2 separate regions of the Gossypium hirsutum genome follow, and region 1 is linked to region 2. Evidence: chromatin contacts called from public Hi-C data. All regions are on one chromosome and are shown on one strand. Each heading gives the region's core, a stretch centred on a gene start, on an enhancer-like site or on the middle of the called end of the contact. The rest is flanking DNA. Distances are from core to core; before and after follow the strand shown.

Region 1 (6,327 bases), core at 3,451-5,950, 270 kb before region 2:
TTTTTTACTTAGACTTGGATTTTTCAAATGAAGAAATTTTAGGGGAAGATATAATAATTTGTGTACGGATATTATATTTTATGTTTTCTATCTCGATTTTATAAATAATTGAATATAATATCAGAATATTTAATCATGAATGCGATTTCATAATTAATTTTTCTTAAAATAACGTATTTTTTTATATAGTGTGAAGTAAGGCTGATTCAATGTAGGGACGAAGTTAGAATTGTTGATAAAGGAGGTCGGGATATTTTTATAAAATATATAAGTTTAAAGTAGGTTCGAAAAATAAAATGCATTAAATGTTCAATTTGCATTAGATATTATAATTATTTAACTTTATATTTTTACTTAATTAATATTTAGATATAATTTATACTTAGATGTTGTAATTATTAAATTTTACTTTTGCCAAATTAATACTTAGATACTACTTTGATTAGTTTATCCAATTAAACTAAAAATGTTATTAAATTTATTATAAAAAACTATAAATTCTATAAAAGAAATTAAATTAAAAAAATTTTGGGACCAAACATAAAATTGGTCTTTTTTAAACACTACTTATAATATTAAAATAAATAAAAAATTTAGAACTTAAAAGGAACTTAATAATGTTTTTACAAAATTTAAGGGGCTGGACAAAATTTGGAGGTCGGAGCCCTTGCCAACCCCTAAATTCGTCACTGCTTCTGTGAAATTTATAACAAAATCTCTAGCGCATTCATAAAAATCCATATACATACATGACCCGTTACTTCACAATCACGTTGAAGAACAAATTATAAGTATAATATGATGAATGAGACTGCACTTACATGATAAATAAATTAGTTCATAGAAACTTAAAGTTTCACCAATTATTCTATAAATTATATCTCTTTTATCTATATTCTGGTGTCATGGGATTAGAACTTTCGTCTAGAAAACCATATAATCTTAGTTGATTCATTGTGTTTAAATCTGCCATAATCAGCTTTACTATCGCAAACTGAGAATTCTCGCAAAAATTTCTTAAGTCACTGAAACAAAGTGGAAGTAAACTCAAAAAAGATTTTGTAGTTAAAAATTAATGGTTAAAAAATATGCTTAGTTTTTAAATAATTTATGTTCTAAAAATTTTTAAATTTTATTTTACTCTTATAATAAGGTATTGACAAAGTCTATGATTTCCAGATATTAGAACCATAGCAATAGTCGGTCTAAATTGTAAACATGGTCTAAATAAAATGAAAAAGAAAAAGAAGAAGAAGAAATCATGGTAAATTCGCCATCAACTCCGCTTCATCTTCTATATAACCATAGCCATGGTGCGAGTTTTTACAATATCAGAACCCTACAAAAACCCCAACCTTGGTAGATTTATATCAGCTCTAGTATAGCGAAGTATATATTGTCACTAATTCACTAAACAATCCTTAAGAATGAAAGATTTGTTCCTCATTGGCAAAGTCGTCACTGTAGTTTTACTCCTGATTTTTATGCAAATTTGGCCTGCTGGAGCTGTTCCAGATCCTCCTTCTCAAGCTGCTCCTTTTGGCTGTGATGTTCCACCGGGAACCATTCCTCCTGGTTACTGCAAAGCTCCTTAAAAACCATCCTTAACCTCCACTGCTAAATAAAAGCAAGAACTTTACATACATCATATGTAGTTTGTAATTCTGATCCTGAATTACATACATAGTAAAAGTGTTTATCAGGTAAGATATTAGAGAAAATTGTATGTTTTTGTTGGGTTTTGAGTTTTAAGTGTTTTAATGGTCTAATTGTTGATGTAATTGTAATTCTTCACAATAATAATCAAATCGCGTTGATTAAGGTATTCTCTCTTTTGTGATGCTTTATTGTTTAATTATGGTTCTACTTGCTTTGGGATTAATCCATTTATCCTGTCAACTAAAACTGTAAATATATAGTAAATATTTTAAGAGATCACAGCACAAATACATATTCGAATAAACAGCCAGAAAATAAGTTTAAATTAATATCAAGCGCAAATAAAAGAAAAAAGGGGATAAAATTCACGTACGACGAAATATGTACTACCAAAAATCATTATTATTTTTTATGAGGCCTTATTCATAGAAGTTTTTTTTTTTTTAAATGCGATAAAAAACGAACAACCAAAAATCACAAACGAACACTCCTGCTTATAGATCTGCCATTCTTGTCCTCATGCAGAAGATGCAGTGTTTCATTCTGTGCTTCTGAAAAAATCTGGACTCCCACTCCATGCTCAGCTGCTAGCTTCGCCAGTAGATCTCCCACCATGTTAGCTTCTCGGTAAATATGTGCTACCTCCACTCTCCATGCACATCTGAGAACGTTTAGAATAGCTCTTCCAAGACTAGTAGTTGCACCTTCCCCAGTTCTGCATTGAGAACTTTAACGACAGTTAAGTTATCCACCTCCAACACTAGTTGCCTGCATCCCATCGACCAAGCCACTTCAAGACCATCAAGAACCCCCAGATCTTGGTCCATACTCGATGGAGGCTTTATAGCTGCAACGCGAGGCACAATGTTATAACGGATTAAATGTGTGAATAATCCCCAATCCCATTCCCCACTATTCCTAACCATGCAACGTACGGTGCCATGCATCTCATGAAAAAGTACAGGGACCTGGACGTAATTTAATAGGGGACCGCAGCCTGGCACCCATTGATCCCTCCAGAAATCTACTTGCATCCCGTCCCCAACATTCCATATGATATTCTGCCTTACCTCCTCCCATACCTCACAAACACCTCTCTAAAACCTAGTAGCAACCAAAGGAAGATTTCCGACCCATTTGTATTTTGTGCGAAGTATCCGAGCATAGATGATTTTTCTGGAAGACGATTAAAAGCAATCTTCATCAAAAACGCCTTATTTGCTTATCCAAACTTTTGATGCCTAGACCATCATTAGCTTGATTTCGACAGATCTCATCCCATTTGATTAGACATCTATTCTCATTGGAAGATCCCATATGAAGTTGCCTATTTTTTTCTACTTAAAAACAAACCCCTTAACGAATATAGTTCGACTGCATTGCAAGAGTGATACGAACAGCCAACGACTATGTCTTCGCTTTCCATCCTGAAAGTTTCCGCCTCATCTCATCAACTAAATAATATAACGTATTATTGGTGATTCGTTTATGGATCAAACGAACTCCCAAATAAGAAGAAAATCATTATTAAATGCATACGTAAATAACAAAATCACTCAAAAGGTGAATTACAAAATGTGCTCAACAAAGTTCTTCACTTTAAACAGGGTGCTCTTAGTACAGTGTTTGCATCCTGTCGAAACTATTTTTTTGGGAGTCGCCACCAATCCTTTTGTTTGGGTGTTATTGGATCACCTAGAAATTTGGTCATTTTAATAAAAAATTTTGATTTACTAAAACAACGATTTTGGTCTACGAAATTTGAGAAAAATGGGTTCGGAAGTCGGTTACGTACGAGGAAGGATTAGCATCCTTGTAACACCCAAAATTGGTACCTAATTGATTAATTAATGTCTTAATGTTGAAAATTAAAAATTCGAAAAAAATTTAGAATACGATCCCTTTTTTATGTTGATCTATGCGAAAAATTTGCTTGAGTAAATCAAAATAGATTCCAAAAACCTTCTTGTCTCGAAGTAATAAAATGCCACAACCAGTACGTTAGAATGCAACATTTCAGACCCTCGAGAATAAGTTGGTCCTTTGATTTTCAAAACTCACATATTTTAATTTTAAAAGGTTATTCGGTCATTTAGATCAAACAAGGAAAATCGAAACCCAGTACATTAGGGCACGATCTCTCGAATTTCTAAATACAGAACATTGTCTTACTTCGAAAATTTTTTTGTTTCTTAAAAATTTTATCAAACGTAAGTTTAAAATGACACGAGTTATTTTGAAGCATAATACAAAGATAAGCAATCATATCTAAACATAGTTCATGGGGAATAATAATGCAATAATATAAAACAACTATAGTCATAGTAATATTAACAACCAAATAACAATAATAATACATATAAATATGAATAAGTAAAAAGGGAATAAATAAATAATAGTGAGGAGAATAATAATAAGGTAATGAATAAATAAATATAAGGGAAATGATTTAAAAATATTGGAAGTAAAGAACCAATAAATGAAATTTAAAGTATAATTTGTAATAAAACATAAGTAAATAAATAAATATAAATAGTTGTAATAAGAGTAATAATAATAACAATAGGTAGTATAAATAATTCAGTTTCCTTTTAAATATATATATATATGCATATATAAAAAGATAATAAATGGATAAAGGAATAAATAACAATGAAGTAATAATGATAGATGCTGAAGTGGCAACAATAACAAAATTATAAATAAAATAATTAAATGAAAACAAAACAAAAATTTAAAGAGGAACGAAAAGACAACAAACAAATGGACACAAGGATTATAATAAAATATGAATGTATAATATATATATATATATATATATATGAACAGGTAAACGAAGGAGCAAACAAATAAGATAAAAGAATAATGAACATATGAACAAGTAAATAAATAAATTAATTAATTAATTATTAATTAGAACAAAAGGACTAAATCGGGATCTAGGTAAAATCAAAGGAGAAATTCGGACATAAAACCAAAATAGCAGACCAATTTAAATGCGCTAACACATTGAGGGGCGGATTGGGAAAATATTCCCACCCTTCTAAACGCATCGTTTCAAAGGACCGATCTGAACTGAACGCAAAAATATGCAACTAAATTAAAAAAAAAAACAAAAGAAGCAAGTAGGGCCACATTGCGAGGCGCAGCAAGACCAGAAGGGTTATCACGCAATTATCCCATTCACCGCAAACACGCGGATTCTCAAGGGAGACGAATCGGGTCACGGGTCACGGGTCCAATACGGCGCGGTTTCAACACTGATTTCTTTGGTGCAAAAACGGCACCGTTTTGTTTCAGTATTTAAACCAATCTCTGTTGTTTATTTTCATTTTTTGCTTCCGTTTCTAAAACATAGCCCCATCCCCCTATTTATCTGAACCTTAAAGAAGCCAAACTCTAGCCGCCATGCAGCCACAGCAAACGGTGGTCGACGGAGGGTGGTCTACTCGTTCTTTAACACCGTTTAGATCTGTGTTTGAGGATCCAACACCTACAACCGCAAAGAATCAAAAAGAAAGTATCACCCCTTTTGTTAGATTCAGTTTTAACGAAGGAGAAACTCTGATGTATACCGACGATTCAAAGCTCAGGTGAGTCACTCTCTATTATCCCTTTCTTTTTCTTTGTAAACAGTCCCCAAAGAATAAAAGCGAAAGAAAAAAAACAAGAAAAAGTTGCAAAAATGTTAAGTCGAAAAAGAAAAATCACCTTTTTGCTTCGAATTTTTGATTAATTGTGTAACAAAAAAAAGGGTCCCTTTTACATCGTCGATTCTAGCTTTTGTAGCCTTTACAACACTGTGTATTTGCTGTTATTATTAAAGTTTATGCATTTTTATCTCTGCTTCTCTGCTTTCGTTCTTGTTGTCCTTCTTTGTTTCCTTTTTTGCTTTCTTTTGCAGGTACACCAAGGGTCATCAGGATTGTAGATGGCCGTTTTGGTGCAACGGGGCCGAATCTTGGGAGTCGTGCGTGCCGAGGGCGCACATGGAGGCGAGGCGCCTTAGGCTATTAGGGTTTTTGTGTTGTTTTATGTTTTGGGCTGTATTTTTGTGTTAGGTTTTAGTTTTGGGCCTACAAGACTTGGTTTTGTATTTGGGTTGTTGTCACTATTGAGTTTTTTGACGGGCCGGGCAAATTTAGTCACGTACACATCCCATGAACCAGCCCCCATATATTGGCTGCAAATAATAACTTCTAGATTAATGTAGTGTCGATAAGGAGCCATCTCTTATCTTCACATAAGTTGATCTTCATCTTTAATGACTTCATGGAATCTTCATACTATTTGCACAACCAAAGTTGCTATGGCCGATAGAGCACTGTTGGAATTTTGATATTAAGGAAAGAATTGCAGAGAAGAAAGAACGAGAATTTTAGAAACAAAAATTGTCTGTTAAAGTTTTATTTATTTCACTCACCTATATTTGAAAAATGTACTAAGGGTATCTATAAGAAGAAAAACTCCTAAATATAAAAAGAAATAACAAAGATTTTATATTAATAAATACCAAATATATTATGCTAATAAATGTTCAATCTTATAAGACATAACTTGTAGGCAAACTCTTCAAACCCAGATGCTACTAATTTGCCAAAATAATGAGTTCGCAAATTATTGTGAATTCTCCCAAAAACTATCCGCCAAGTGATTTATAGATGTGTA
Region 2 (6,900 bases), core at 1,204-3,703:
GCTGTCCCACATTTGGTTCTCATTTCCAGCACTTTCTTATGAGAATTCGAGTGCACCGACGGGATAAACGTCGGACTCGCCGCCGGTCGGTACTCGGGAAAGAGCCTGCCGGATTTATACCGGACTCCGCATGCATTGCAAAGGGTTTTCGGTCCCATTGGTCCTGCCCTCCATTGAGGTGTCTTTGTTATCTCACAATGCATGCATTTCCTAACAGATGGATTTTGAGTAGTGTTGTTATCAGTAGGTGGTGGTGGTGGTGCTGGGAGTGTCAACTTGATCTTCTTTTTCTTCTTGTGTTCCGGGTTAACTTGTCGTGGCAACTTGATCAGAAGCCGAGACTCAGCGTGGTTCTCGGAGTCGGATGGCACCTTGGGGACAAACAACGACTGAGGAACGTCGTTGTCATTGACGGACGAAGACGGGGAGATAAGCTGAATCGCTGAACGAGGGTTGAAAGTAGCGGGACGGGGACGTTTGCTACGCGCACGTCCGCACTTCCCGGGGGCGGCAACCGGTTTCTCGCCGGAGTAAGAGCTGCTGCTTTCGAGGACCGAAACCGGACTGGATGTCTGGAATTGATGGTGATCATGATCATGATGGGATGGTGAGTCCTTATTGTTTGAATTAGGCTCTTGTTTCTTAATTGTCAAGCTTGCTCCACAATTTGAATCTTCAACAAAGTTTGACAACCACTCCAATTGAACGATGTCTTCATACTGCAAAATCAATCAAAAATAATGGACGAAAATTAAATTAAATTAAAAATATTTGTCCAAAAAAGTATTATTTAAGTACCAATTAAGTGGACCCCACAACACATAAACATTATATTTTCCAACAAAGGCATGCATAACTAATCACATGACAAATCATGTGACTTACATAACCGAAGCAATAATTATGCCTTCAAATAATGCAAAACTGTTGGCTGTATTCCACTTTTTTTCGACCAATGTAGCCGACAATCAGATATCATAAAAATAATATTTTTTCAAAAAAAATCTAAACTTTAATCTTGGGTGATATGGACTTTAAGACACTAACTGGAACAGAGAGTTCGGCGGAGAGGTCGGAAGCGCTGTTGTTGGAAAAAACTGAGTCAGAACCCGGGAATGACTCGGAGTGAGCAGTCCAAATGCTGGGAAAAGCGGCGGCGTTGATGGCGGAATCAGCGGCGGAGAAACCAGCTTCGACATCCTCGTTAGGGAAGTCGAGGAGATCGTCTATGTGGTCGAAGAAGCTGCCGCAATCTATCTCGTCGATGAAGTTGGTTGGTCCAATCATGGTTTCTTTATGTTAATAATTTCTCTCTTAAGAAATTTATAAACCTGTCAAGAAAAGAAAATGTAAAATTTATTATTAATAATGTTAATTTTGCATGTGAATGTCTCTCTTTATTGAAAAGCGGGCACTGCTAAAATGATTGAGCCGTGTGGCGCATGTTAGCATATGAATTTTTTTGAAAAATACAATTTTGAAAATTGAAATTTCAAATTTGAGCAATTTTGAATTGAAATTTGGAAGTATTTGAGATTTTTTTTTAATACAAATTTGTTTTTATGTTCCAAAATTTTTTATTTTATTTGCTCAAATGGAAGGTGAAGTAAAAATTAAAATTTTCTAAGTTAGTGCAAGGTGGTCCAATGCTAGCTAAAATTTTTTTTTTTTAAGGTGGTGGGAGGATTATTGATTTTTAAAATTCTATTTTCAAAAGTGAACAAAAAAATGGAGGGATTATGAAGCAAACCTTTCGTTACTAAGTGAGCAAAACTTTTCTGGGGAAACAGGAGATAATTTTCCCGGAAAATGAAGAGAATTGTTCGAGAAACCTGCAACCAAAAAAAAAGTGAAATTGTTAGCACATAAAAGACTACAATGCTAGCTGAAATAAACTTTTTGAGCTAATGAAAACCACTTCTCAAAAATTCAGTTTCAATTCCTCTGTTTTCTCAGCTACCAAACAGGGTATCATTCATGGAAAAAGAAATGATTTTTGGACCCATAATTGAACACCATACTCCCTGCCGACACTAAAATTTCCAATGTAACAACAAACCCAATTTTAAAAACCAACAAAACTCACTGAAAATGTTAAACTGGGAGCTAAAAAGAATTCAAAAAATTCCCAATTTCCCACCAAAACAAGAACTCATTGAGAAACCCAACGTTCAAAAAGATCAAAACTTTCAACTCCAATGAAACAAGTTCCAAAAACCCAACTTCATATTGGTCCAAAATCAGTCATGTAAATGAGTAATAGTGTGAGCAAAGGCAATGAGGAGAGAAAATAATACCTTTGAAGAAGAAAGAGAGGAAAATTGAAGGGGAGAGAGAAAGGGAAACAAAGGATAAAAAGGAGAGGGAAGGGAGGATTTATGGTAGGTCAGCACTCAGCATCCTTTCCTTCATTGCTAGCTGTCTTTTACTCTTCTTTATGTCTTCATCTTCAAGGCTTCTCTCTCTTTTTATTACTCCTTTTGGGTCCCATCCTTTTTTTTTTTCTAGATTTTCAATTTTTTTCCACCCAAGGTTTTCAATTAAAAATTAAAAGATATCAAGAAAAAAAAATCAAATTTTGGGGTTTTTTACAAAATTTTAAAAAATAATTTGTTTGAATAAAATGGAGGCAAAAACGTGAACTTTATTAGAGCACTATTTACATATTTAATTACGAGTTCGTTTTGTTAGTACAATCATAAGAAAGGTTTTGAGTTTTAGTTTCATGAGTGAATTAAGAATCATAAGTTTACCTAAAATATTTATATTTCATGAATTTAAGAAAAATAGTTAATTATATATATTTTATAATAGGATAGTATTTAATAAATTATTAGTAAAAAATACGCTTCAACATATTTGAATCTACATCCTCTTATATTAATAATAATATTTATACTAATCGAATTAAGACTCGATCGATATTTGATTATTAAATTTAATTATAATAAACTTTGAAGTAAATTTCAGAATTAATTACCATTATTATTACATGTGAAGAAACGACCAACTTAATTTACCCCTTAATTTTTTAACTACCCTAAGTCAAAAGAAACAAGTAGCGCGTGTAAATAAGACTTGAATGGAAGTACACCGAATTTGGCTTGCGTGGCAAATTATCATTGGGACTGTTGACGTGGAAATAGAAAACTGCGCGTGGGGTTTGTTTTACTTGGAGTTTAAAATTCCCGTGTGGATTAGATTTGCCACCTATTTCCCATAAAAATACAACTTTTATTTTCTCTTTTGTCAATTAACCTAACGCGGTTTTTATATATACCCAAGATTTTTTTAAAACCAAGTAAATTAATTGGATATTTTATATTCTTTTTATTTTTGCTAAAATAATTATTTTTTATGGATTTGCTACTTCTTTTGGAGAAGTGTCGTTCGTTTGAATTTGGCCGAATTTCAACAAATCTATTATTGTTTCCTATGCAAGTTTTGTTTATTGACTCTATTGAGAACTTGAATAACTTAGCAAAGTAATTTTATCGAGAATTTGAAGAAGTAGCGAGTTTAGTAAATAAAAAATATCTCACTAAGTGTTTGAATAGGCAAACTGTGCCCACCATTGTGAACTCATGCCATGTAGCTTATAAGACGTTAATTGTTGTTTGAGCTAGTTATAGTGCATGGGTTTGAGTTCAACCGTGCACAATTGTGCATGGCTCAGTTTGTTCAGGCATCAAACAAGATGCTTCCACTTTATGAGTAAGATGCATCTTTAGGCTCTTACATCATTGATAAAATCACTCTATAAAACCGAATAAGATTTTAATAGAGTTGAGAAACAATTCCCAATTGGAGGACAATAACGATTTTACTGAAGGGTTTTTCGACTTTAAGTGAGTGATACTTTACAAATTTCTCTTAAAAGTATCTAAAAATCTCTCAAGACTTTTAAGTTAAAAAAGGGTTTTATTTTTCGAATTTTAGGAAAATTTGTTCTAATATAATTAATAGTTAGCAATTCGCAAATTAAAATTATTGAACTTAAATCCTTTTCTTTGAAAAATATAATCTTGCATATTTCTAATTTTTTGTTCTTTTACTTGGTGGCTCTTGAAAGTAGTATTGCATGTAAATTTTTAAAAAAATCTAATTATTCTCAAAATAGAAGCTTCACTTGTATAAAGTATAATAATTAATAATAAATGATGTTGCATTAAAGTTATTTGTTCATTTGATACTAATTAATTTTTTTATGAACAATTTAATATTGTCTTCCAATAAGTAATTAGTTTTAGTTAATAACGTAATTGTAATGCGTGTGTGCTGATAAATCTACTACAATAAATAAAAATTGATTGAAGTGATTGCATAGAATTCCATTTTATTAAATTTTATTAATTGCAACAAATTTATTTTCATGGGGATTAAATAATAAAGAGTTGACTTAATCATTTTTTTAACTTTTTTTAAGTGAATTATAAGAAAAGAATAAAAACTTAACAATAACATAATTAACGTAACTTAAACCCAAACCACAATTAAAATAGTAAATATCCTAATCATCGTACTAACTCACCATTTTTCTTTAGCTTTTCAAAACACGTTGAGATGCACCTTTGGTTCCATAAATTTAGACCAATCATGAATTTATTTATTTTTTATTTCTGAGTATAATAATAGAGACACATTTTTACTTTTAATTTATATATCAATGAGTTGTTTTCAGATATATCCCACATTTTTTTGGTATTCGATATTGACCACTAAATTTTGAAGTGGGATGGAACAACTTATTATTATCATAAATGCCTCCCATTGTAAGGTGTTTAAATTTCGATAAAATTTTAAATAAATTTAATAAAAAGTGGGGAAAAAGGGTTTCATTCATGACATGGAAAAACTCAAATTCTTTAGTTTGTGTTTTCTTTTTCTTTCAATAATCGAATTTAGAATTAGTGTTAATTGAGAATATAAGCACAATTTTTTTGTTACTTTATTTGTGATTTAATTGATAAAAGTAGATTTCATTGTTAATTTTAATTAAAATTTTCAGTTAATTTCTTTTTAATTTTCAAATTACATCTTTTAAAATAATTTGAGTATTGAATGACATTACAATTTCAAAATATTGATTTAAATTTGAATTTTAAAAATAACATAATTAGAAGGGAAAATCATAAACTTAAAAAAATTAATTTTTATAATTCATCAAACAAACATGAAAAATATTTATTTATTTTTTTAAAATAAAAATAAATGATGAGAAATTAATTAGAGGTCTGTAATTGAATACATTCATCAAGGCACCTTGTAAAATCTTGACTGTATAATTTAATGTATTTATAAAGTTATGATTTTTGGACAATGATTTTGGGTCCCCTTCCACTAACTATTAATTATAGTCTCTCCTTTTAGTAGAGGAAGAAAGAAGGAAAAATTTTAATAGAATTCGGGGCATTCTTACAAAATAATTTTACTTTTTGCCTTTTTTTTATTTTTTATTTTTCTATTCTTTTACTACATTTATTTTACTTCAACTTCAACTTTTTCTCTATAAAAGATTAAGGGCTAAATTGACAACAGATGAAATGCAAAGAGCTAAATTTAAAATTAAACCTTTTTTTTCAAAGTATAATTACATGTAATATTGGCAAATGTGAAATATTTCCTTCTTTTTTTTTTTTCAATGTTACCCTACGACACCTAATGTAAATTAATTTTTTTATTATTTCCTCCCATGTTTCCCCCACTCTATGGATGGGAACCACAGGTTGTTCAAAATTGGAAAGTGGCATTACCATCAAATAAAGGATACTAAATTTAGGATTAAACATATTTTAAAAAGATTTTTTTGGGTAAAAAAAAAAAGAAAAAAGTTTTGATTTTTTAATTAGATATTATTAAAAGGTTAATAAAAAGAGAGTGCAAAAACATGGTTGGAGGGGTATTAGGGTGTAGAAGAAATGATGAACCTCACTCACTCCATATCTCCTTTCACTCTTTTAATTAACTTCATTTCTACTCTTTGCATCAATTCCTTCTAAAATACTCACTCCTTTTTTATTTCCATAGAAAATTTTGCTATAATATTTTTAGAAATAACTCAAAAATTTTTTATTATTTTTTTAAAAATATATAACTTGGGTTGCACTCTTTGGATCACTTTCTTGTAAAAGACTTCTCCCCTTCTTTGGAAAAAGCAAAATTAGGGTTGAAAATCCATTTAAATTAGTAGGAGGGGTTAGGCTTTATGCACTATAAAATTTTGGATTTGTTGCCACAACCAAACAATGGGTTTCATCCTCAAATGTATATGCCAATGAAACAATATAATTCTATAGTTTGATGGGTATCTCATTTGATTGAAAAGGAAAGGTTTTATATCTTAAATTAGACACACTAAATTATGTTACATGTGGTTGAAAAAAATCATATAAAAATTAAATGAAATTTTGGTTGAAAGGGATGAACTGAGATAATGAAAATTATATTTTAGATTCAAATATCATAATTCTCGTTATTTGTATGTATTTATATAGATGTATCAAAATATAAAAAGAAGACATAAATACCCAAAATTCATTACTTGTAAAATGAATTTTTCATAATTTTACAATTGAATTAGGACTTAATTAATTAAATAAATTATAATAGTATAAATAATTGTTATTTTTTTCTAAAAATTACAATCAAAATCAGTATAATTCGAATAACTACAATCATAATAAATTAAATTAATAATGAAATAAGTTTATATATAGCTCTTGATTATTTACTTATGTCTAAAGGGAAAACATGTTTTTGTTCCCTTCTTTTTGTATTTTCTTAATTAGATGATGTGATAGATAATAAATCTCTTAGAAATGATGTCAACATGGATAATTTGTAATTGTCGAAAATTATGTTATTCACCTTCAATGAAGATTTTAACTTTTATAAGTCTTA

What was found. Hi-C and Micro-C count contacts between places; a contact is called where the count stands out from the background.
Region 1: a contact with region 2 is called in a Hi-C map of leaf, with 1.9 times the contacts expected there. The contact joins the promoter of LOC107942963 here to the promoter of LOC121207720 in region 2. A contact is called at or near these places in 2 of 34 Hi-C or Micro-C datasets (both in leaf).

Annotation. Positions count from the first base shown.
Region 1 is chrA10:111,652,763-111,659,089 of Gossypium_hirsutum_v2.1, reverse strand. LOC107942963 reads left to right here and starts at 4,700. Exons shown (of 2, transcript XM_016876696.2): 1 at 4,700-5,252; 2 at 5,564-5,917. The coding sequence starts at 5,068. The coding sequence ends at 5,720.
Region 2 is chrA10:111,377,908-111,384,807 of Gossypium_hirsutum_v2.1, reverse strand. It overlaps LOC121207720 (GATA transcription factor 8), which reads right to left and starts at 2,453. Exons shown (of 4, transcript XM_041078089.1): 1 at 2,298-2,453; 2 at 1,751-1,832; 3 at 1,048-1,331; 4 at 1-719. The coding sequence starts at 1,287.